2 separate regions of the Ovis aries genome follow, and region 2 is linked to region 1. The links are chromatin contacts, called in public Hi-C maps. All regions are on one chromosome and are shown on one strand. Each heading gives the region's core, a stretch centred on a gene start, on an enhancer-like site or on the middle of the called end of the contact. The rest is flanking DNA. Distances are from core to core; before and after follow the strand shown.

Region 1 (4,125 bases), core at 681-3,180:
AAATATTTTGTGAATTCAGCTCCTTTTCTGAAACTCAACTCTTCCCACCCGCTTTTTACTTATTCAGGCCACTCACCAGAAGCCCACCGCGTTCTTCCAATGGGCGCCCTGACTGTCTTGCAGCGGAGGCCGAGGTGCCGGGTCTGTCTCCTCCCCTGAAAGGGGGAGAAAAAAAGGGCATGACCCCCACCCCAGTCTCAGGTGCACGATGGTCCCACGGATATTCTCCCGGGGCCGACCAGCGCCCGAGCCTGTCAGGTACGTCGCGAGGACAGAGGAAGTCAATCCCGTGAGGGTCGGCGGCTATACTCACCCTCGGAATCCGAAAGGCGCCGCGGCGAGCCCGCACAGCCTCCCATGGCATCAAGTTCTCGTAAAGTTGGCTCCAATGGGACGGATGAGGGTCTGAGACAGGTAAGAGGGATCAACGCCCCATTGCCGTCCCAGCTGCGAGTCCTCCGCTGCATTCACGCCCGGCGAGCCACGACCCTAACCCGAGGCTCCATCTCCCGCCCTCGCACGCCCTACCACCCCCGGTTGTCGGACTCTGCCCCCGTCCTCTCTAAAGCAGGGGGCCCTGCAGCCTGTACCTTTAAGAGCAGCTGAACATTTCGCACCCGCACCCTTAAACAGACAGTCACGTGACCGCACCGGCGGGTCCCTCATCACGTGCTTCAAGGTCCTCACCACTTCCGGGTCTTCTCTCTGCCTTCGTTTTAGACCTTCCCAACTCCGAGGCGTAGGAGAGATAGAGGCTGGGAGAACCCGGGAACCACCGGTTTAAAACTGGTGTGGATAGGATAAGCAACAAGAGCCATGATGTTAGGTAGCAGCGCCCAAGGCCTTGAACGTCGTGCCAGCACTAGTCATGGCTACCAACGGCTTCAGCTTCTCTCACGGCCTGCAACTGCCAGAAACAAATATGGCCACACAGCTACCCAAGACTTTCTGGCTGACAACAAAGGCAGCCGCATCACATTCTTATTCCTATCTGTTGCCTTTAGATTGCTTTAGAAACTGTAAGTAAAGATAGCACCCACCTAATAAGATGTCATGAGTTATCTCTTGGCAGTATCCAAGAGTTAAGAGAACTCTTTTCTTAATTTATGTTAGAACCAAGGTAGTTCAACCCTAGTTTTGCAGATGAGAAAACAAAAAAGGAAAGTTACTGATGATTGTACAACATCAGACCTAAAGGTGACTTTAGAAACTCGGCATTAAGAAATAGAGCACCAGGGACAGGGTTGGTGGCTCAGCTGGCTGCAGATTCCTGCCTGCATTAAGGGTGATTAGACCAAATGATTCTAAGGCTGGAGATTCTGAGTCTGCGATCTCATCTAGTTCCTCTCATTGAAAATTTGGAATGTGAGGCTCCGGGAGGGAGTAGAGGAAGAGGTGTAGATTAAAGTCATTTCACGTAGTCCCAAATAAGGAGCAATTATTCTCTTACCTTCCTCTAGGTGGTAAAGCAGCATCCTGTGTTTTCTTCATCACGTCCTTCCCCTGCTAATCTCTCTTGTGGGCTTCCAACAGTCAGTGCCCACCTCTCCCAGCTCTTCCTCCCCACCAGGCCTTCAGACTTGCTGTTTGAAAGGTACCCCCTATGGTATGCTTCCCAGATCACTCAACCAATGAAAAACAGGATCCTACTACCCATACTGGGCTCTAGAAATTCAGCAACATGTCATACATGGCCTCCTCCTTCAAGGAACTCAAAGGAAGGTGGGAGGTAGACGTGAATAACCACAGTACAAAGTGTAGCCAAGTTTCGTTTTGCAAGAATGACTACAGATGAGCAAATGGGCATTGGAGCCACCAATCCAGCTCTTTCTTCCTCTTGGGGAAGCATTAATGACCCTGAAATGAGAAACCAGAGCTCTTACCAGCCCCCTGCTCACTCCTACTCTTTGTCCCCAGGCAAAACAGGAACCACAAACCCCAGCTTCCTCTCACAGAGAGGCTGTGGCTTTGAGGGGAGACGGAAATGGCTGAGGTGTAAATACAAGACCTGAGTCACTTGAGCTGCAGTTGCCCCAAACTGCCTCAGCAGACCCCAATTCTGAGATCTCCGGCTCCCACTTTTCCCTTTTGGTCTTCCTCCCTTACCCTCTAGTTCCAAATGCACATCCAAGTCCCTTATGTGATAGATACCTATTTTCCAACCTGTGCTGGAAGCAGCTGTGGGCAGGGCTTGGGGTGGGGATACGTCAGGAAGAGACAGGGGAAGAGGAAGTGTCTTGGGTAGTGGGGAAGACTGGTTCAGTGGGTGGGGACAGTCATTATCGGTTTTCTGGACACACAGAGACAGACAGGATGGATTTCCTCCGGCTACATCTCCCTGGGCTGCATCAGGCCTTGAGGGGGGCACTGGTGAGAGGGGCATAGAGATGCTGGAGACTTTCACCCTGCTCTCTAGGGCCTCACCTTCCTTTCTCCCTTTGAGTCTCTCCTCAAACCCAGATTCCTTCCCCAGGATCACTCAGCCTGTTAGCCCAATCTTCTCTGGATTTCAATCCCCCAACCCCCACAAACACATCCACAGACCTCTCATTTGGGCCCTTTCCTACTCCTTCTGCAGGTCCTGTCCTCCTCCTTCCCCCAGATCCTAGAACTCCTCTTTCTTATCCTGAGTTCCTCTGGTCCAGGGCCCCCAGGGAAAGGGCTGGGCCTCCCCTAAATGCCTTTTGTCTCCCTCTCTCTTTTTCCCTAGGAGTCTCTCAGCACCTTTGTTTCCTACCTTATAGGAGATGAAGTCCCCACTGTAGAGAGGAAGGAGGCATGTGCAGCTGAGGAACCGGGGGAGGTGGCTGCAGGAAGGCCCCTGGGGAAGGTGGAAGAGGAAGCCCAGGAGGCCCTGGAGGATCTTGGAGGCAGTCAAAGCAAGGAGAATGGAGGGCTGAGACAGCCTGGAGAGACTGGAAGATGCTGGGAGGAAAGCTCAGCTACAGAACAGACCTGGGGTGGGGGAGAAGGCAGCTCCCGTGGGTCTCAAGCTGAGAGGCAGGACACTGAGGACTGGGAGGCAGCCAAAGCCATCAGATGCCAGGATTCAGGTATCCCCTTGGAGACCAGAAAGAAGTCTGAGGCAGGGTCTGAGGCTGGTCAAGATAGGAGGAGCCAAGCTCTGGAGAGCCAGGAGCATGATGAGCAGGAAGTGAAGAGAGAGGAGACACCGAGAACACGGGAATGGGAGGAGGAAGAGGTCAGGGCCGCAGAGCCAGTGGTGGTGGGAGGGGTGGAGTCAGAGTGGGCCTGGCACAAGGAGCCTGAGGGGAAGGCCGGTGCTGATGGGCACAAGGTGGCAGGGGATGGCAAGGAATCAGAGCAGGTCGTAAGTGAGGCAGCCGCAGCGGAGATCCAGGGCCCTGGGGCTAAAGGGGCTGGGAGGGAAGAAGGGGTGGCAGTGGTCAGGTGTGGCCGAAGCACAAGGGCACAGGGGACCCAGGAGCCAGGGGCAGAATCTGAGGATGGGGAAGCCTTGGGCAAGGAGGAGGCTGACCTCCCAGGAGTTGAGGAGACAGAATATGGGGCAGTTCCAGGAGAAAGGATCCCAGAGGGTACTGGGAGAGTCTGGGCCCTAGAGGAGACCTCTAAGAGAGACCAGGAGGAGGAGGTGGATGAGAATAGAGAGACCGAAGCAAGCCTGTTCCCTGAACAGACCCAGGTCCTAGGATCTGGGAGAGTGGAAGAAGAAGCCAAAGGCCAGGCAGCAGGGAGGGAGGCTGAGGAAGGTCTGAGGTCAGTGGGGGAGGTAAGGGAGGGCTTTGAGGGCCAAGCAGATCAGACTGAGGAAGAGGCCGTGGGGAGGCAAGACTCAGAGGTCAAGGCTGGTCAAGCCAGTCTCAAGGAGGTAGTACAAACAGATGAGGCTGAGGAGCAGAGGAAGGAGAGTTGCTTGGCCGCAGAGGCTGAGCTGCCCCAGAACAAAGTAGCCAATGAGGCTAAAGGGGATGTTGACTTAGAGGCAACCCCAGAGGCCAGGCCCCAGCAGTTCAATGGGGGGAGCGGGGAGGAAGAGACTCAGACCGGGGATGAAGCATTGGAGGGGGAGTGGGGTGGCCTTGAGCACAAGGTCACTGAAGGCCAAGAACCTGAGCTGATGGGAGGCCCCCAGACCACAACAGA
Region 2 (4,089 bases), core at 922-3,421, 90 kb after region 1:
CAGTTAGAACCCTGAATGGAACAACTGATTGACTGAGGATTGAGAAAGGAGTAAGACAGGGCTGTCTGCTGTCACCCTTTCTGTTTAATATATATGCTGAGAACATCATGAGAAATGATGAGGTACAAGCTGGAATCAAGATAGGCCCAACAAACACCAACAACCTCAGATATGCAGATGATACCACTCTAATGGCAGAAAGCAAAGCAGAACTAAAGAACCTCTTGAAGAGGGTGAAGGAAGAGAGTGAAAAATCCAGCTTGAAACTCAACATTGAAAAAACTAAGATCATGGCATCCAGCCCCATTACTTCATGGCAAATAGAAGGGGAAAAGATGGAAGTACTGACAGATTTCCTCTTCTTGGGCTCTAAAATTACTGTGGATGGTGACTGCAGCCATGAAATCAGAAAATGATTGCTTCTTGGCAGGAAAGCTAAGGCAAACCTAGACAGTGTGTTGAAAGCAGAGACATTACTGGTCCATATAGTCAAAGCTATGATCTTCCCAGTGGTCACATACGGTTGTGACAGCTGGACCATAAAGAAGGCAGAGCACCAAAGAATTGATGCTTTTGAACTGTGGTGCTAAAGAAGACTCCTGAGAGTCCCTTGGACAGCAAGGAGATTAAACCAGTCAATCTTAAAGGAAATCAATACTCATTGGAAGGACTGATACTAAAGGTGAAGCTCCAATATTTTGGTCACCTGATGTGAACAGCTGACTAATTGGACAAGTCCCTGATGATGGGAAAGATTGAGGGCAGAAGGAGAAGAGGACATCAGAGGATGAGATGGCTGGATGGCTTCACCAATGCAACAGACTTTGATCGTCTAAAAAGCACAACCCCAAAGTGAATTTTGTTTGTTTTTAAAATATATTTATTTTTTAATTGAATGATAATTGCTTTCCAGAATTTTGTTGTTTTCTGTCAAAATTGAGGGAGAGAGGTTCAAGAGGGAGGGGACATATGTATACCTATGGCTGATTCTTACTGATGTTTCACAGAAAACAACAAAATTCTGGAAAGCAAAAGTGAACCTTAACATCATCAAAAGTAGGACAACCAGACATTATATGCCTCCTATAAAATAAATTTATGTGTAGCATCACCTTTGCAGTATTCTTGTCAAAATCATCATTGTCATTATTACCACCACCTGGAAACTAATCAAGCCTCTATATTTAACTTCCCTGGTGGCTCAGCTGGTAAAGAACATGCCTGCCCAATGCAGGAGACACAAGAGACACAGGTTCAGTCCGGGGTTGGGAAGAGCCCCTGGAGAAGGAAATGGCAACCCACTCTAGTATTCTTGACTGGGAAATCCCAGGGACAGAGAAGCCAGGTGGGCTACAGTCCATAGGGTCGAAAAGAGACAGACACGACTGAGTATGCACCTATACACGTGCATATATATATATGTATACATATATATATATATATATATATATATATATATATATATGATCTTAGTTCCCCGACTAGGGATTGAACCTGTGTCCCCTGTACTAGAAGGCCGATTTTTAATCACTGGACCACCAGGGAAGTCTCCCACATAAGTCTTTAAGTAAAGAGGTGCCTGGGTCTCATTTGCAAGAAATTACTCTGATAGCCTAGACCCTGCCCCTGTGACCCCCAGGCCTTCTCACAGTTGTGGTCCTCACCCACCTGCAGGCTCTGCCCTGACTCACATTCAGGAGCCATTCTGGTTTTAAGTGGGTGGCCCCTAAGGATGCCTTGTGCATAGGCTCAGGCTTAAGCCAACGTTGCCAGCCACTTCTCACCAGCCATCTACTCAAGCGACCTTCCCCAGCTTTTTGAGACGATCACTGCTCCAGTTTGATGGAGAAAAGAGGTGAGAACTCCTTCAACCCCTCTGCTCCCACCAGAGACCACATCTTCATCTCCTATAAACAATCACAGACCGTCATCACAGAGGGGGTGTCCTCCTGGGGTCCAAGGTTAATTCCTCCCTCTTGGGACACATTCCTTCCCACTTCCTCAGTGACCTCACTCCATCGTTTAACCCCCTCTCCTGCATTACCACATTCTCCTCTCCACAAACCCTCTCTCTTTAGTATCTAAAAACAAGCTGAGGTCCCCTGTGCCTTTGGGGGAACCTCTCTCCACTTAGCAACCTCAAACCACTTCCCCATCTCTGTCTTACTTCACAATCAAGTTACTTGAAAGAGCTGTTTACACTTGTTGAATCTACTTCTGCATTTCCTACTTAGTCTCACGGGTCTGTCTTCTGTCCCCACCTTCCCACAGATGTGTCTTTGCCATGACCACCAATAATCTCCTGGTCATTACATCAAAGGAACATGCTACTGACCACTCCCTCCCTCTGGAATCTTTTCCTTTCTTTGGTGTCTGGGCCTGTTTCCTAATCACCTGTAATGCAGGGGACACAGGAGACTTGGGTTCAATCCCTCGGTTGGGAAGATCCCCTGGAAGAGAAAAATGGCACCCACTCCAGTATTCTTACCTGAAAAATCCCATGGACAGAGGAGACTGTCAGGGTACAGTCCGAAGGATCGCAATGAGTCAGACGTGAGTTAGCGACCATGCATGCATGCATGCCTCCTGATTCTCTCCTTTGCACTGCAGCTTTCTCCCAGGGCTCCAGAGGGTGTCTCTCCCTTTGCTTAACACACTGTCTGTAGACTGCTCCCCAAGACACCACCTCTCCTCCCAAACTCCCTACACCGTCTCTTTCACATTAGCAACTTCAAATTAAAAAAAAAAATAAAATATATATATATATATATATAATTTAATTTGCTGCACCAGGTCTTAGTTGCAGCACGAGGGCCCCTGCATCGGGAGTGACGAGTTTTAGCCACGGCACCACCAGGGAAATCCCTGCAGCTTCACGCTTCAACAGTCCCCAGGCTGTTTCTGTGGCCTCGTCCTGTTGCCTGTGCTCCCTAGTTCCGACCACCAACTCCATGGCTCAACCAGTATATCCCACTAGAACCTTAAGGAGAGGTTCACAAGAGGAGGAAGTCTTGACCTTGAATCTCTCCCTTTCTCTCCATGCCCACTGTCACCTCCCGAGCTGTGCTGCTTGGACCATCGCGCTAGCCGCCTGACCGACCACCTTCCTCTGATTCATCGTTCACAGCATCACTAGAGGCAGGTGATACTGTCATAGTGTGATCCCTGGTCATTCTCTGCCTACCTTACAAAATTTCACCAGGTCCTCAACACTTCCTGGAAAACGCTGAGACCACCTCAGGATGGCAGACTTCCTTGGTGGCTCGGACAGTAAAGGATCTGCCTATCCCTGGGTGAGGAAGATCCCTTGGAGACGGGAAGGGCAACCCACTCCAGTATTCTTGCCTGAAGAATTCCACGGACAGAGGAGCCTGGCGGGTTGCAGTCCGTGGGATCGCAATGAGTCATACACAACTGGGCGACTAACACTTTCACTTTTCAGCATGGCATCCAAAGCCCTTCATCATCTTCCTCCATCCACTCTTCTGGCTCATCAGTTCAGTTCAGTTCAGTCACTCAGTCGTGTCCGACTCCTTGCAACCCCATGGACTGCAGCACGTCAGACTTCCCTGTCCATCATCAACTCCCAGAGCCTGCTCAAACTCATCTCCATTGCGTTGGTGATGCCATCCAACCATCTCATCCTCTGTCGTCCCCTTCTCCTCCTGTCTTCAATCTTTCCCAGCATCAGGGTCTTTTCCAATGAGTCAGTTCTTCGCATCAGGTGGCCAAAGGATTGGAGTTTCAGCTTCAGCATCAGTCTTGGCTCATCATCCAAGCTCAACATGCTCCCTCATTCCTCTGGTCCAGGGGCTGAGCCCTCAGGTATCAACAAGGGGAGATGTGGAGGTGGGTGTTCTGGTTACCTCTTGCAGAGGAAACCATTCCAAAATTTTATGACTTAAAATGACAACTGCAGGAATTCCCTGGTGGCTCAGTGGCCAAGACTCCATGCTCCCAATGCAGGCGGCCCAGGTTTCATCCCTGGTGAGGGAACTGGATCCCACATGCTGCAACTAAGACTCAGCACAGTCAAATAAATATATGTTAAAACGACAACTGCTTTATTATCTCTCATTATTCTACGGT

The links. Hi-C and Micro-C count contacts between places; a contact is called where the count stands out from the background.
Region 2: a contact with region 1 is called in a Hi-C map of blood, with 2.3 times the contacts expected there. The contact joins the enhancer-like site here to the promoter of CLN3 in region 1. A contact is called at or near these places in 3 of 16 Hi-C or Micro-C datasets (blood and tail adipose tissue).

Annotation. Positions count from the first base shown.
Region 1 is chr24:26,568,179-26,572,303 of ARS-UI_Ramb_v3.0, forward strand. It overlaps CLN3 (CLN3 lysosomal/endosomal transmembrane protein, battenin), which reads right to left and starts at 1,931. Exons shown (of 17, transcript XM_042240060.1): 1 at 1,451-1,931; 2 at 688-755; 3 at 314-405; 4 at 77-155. The coding sequence starts at 359. It overlaps APOBR (apolipoprotein B receptor), which reads left to right and starts at 2,244. Exons shown (of 4, transcript XM_004021213.5): 1 at 2,244-2,370; 2 at 2,711-4,125. The coding sequence starts at 2,314.
Region 2 is chr24:26,658,085-26,662,173 of ARS-UI_Ramb_v3.0, forward strand. No RefSeq gene overlaps it. Among named protein-coding and RNA genes, the nearest start is that of CORO1A, 6.2 kb to the left of the region's middle. Within about 2 kb of position 2,172, at least 4 of the 54 cell types and tissues checked have an H3K27ac peak or open chromatin away from gene starts, as enhancers often do.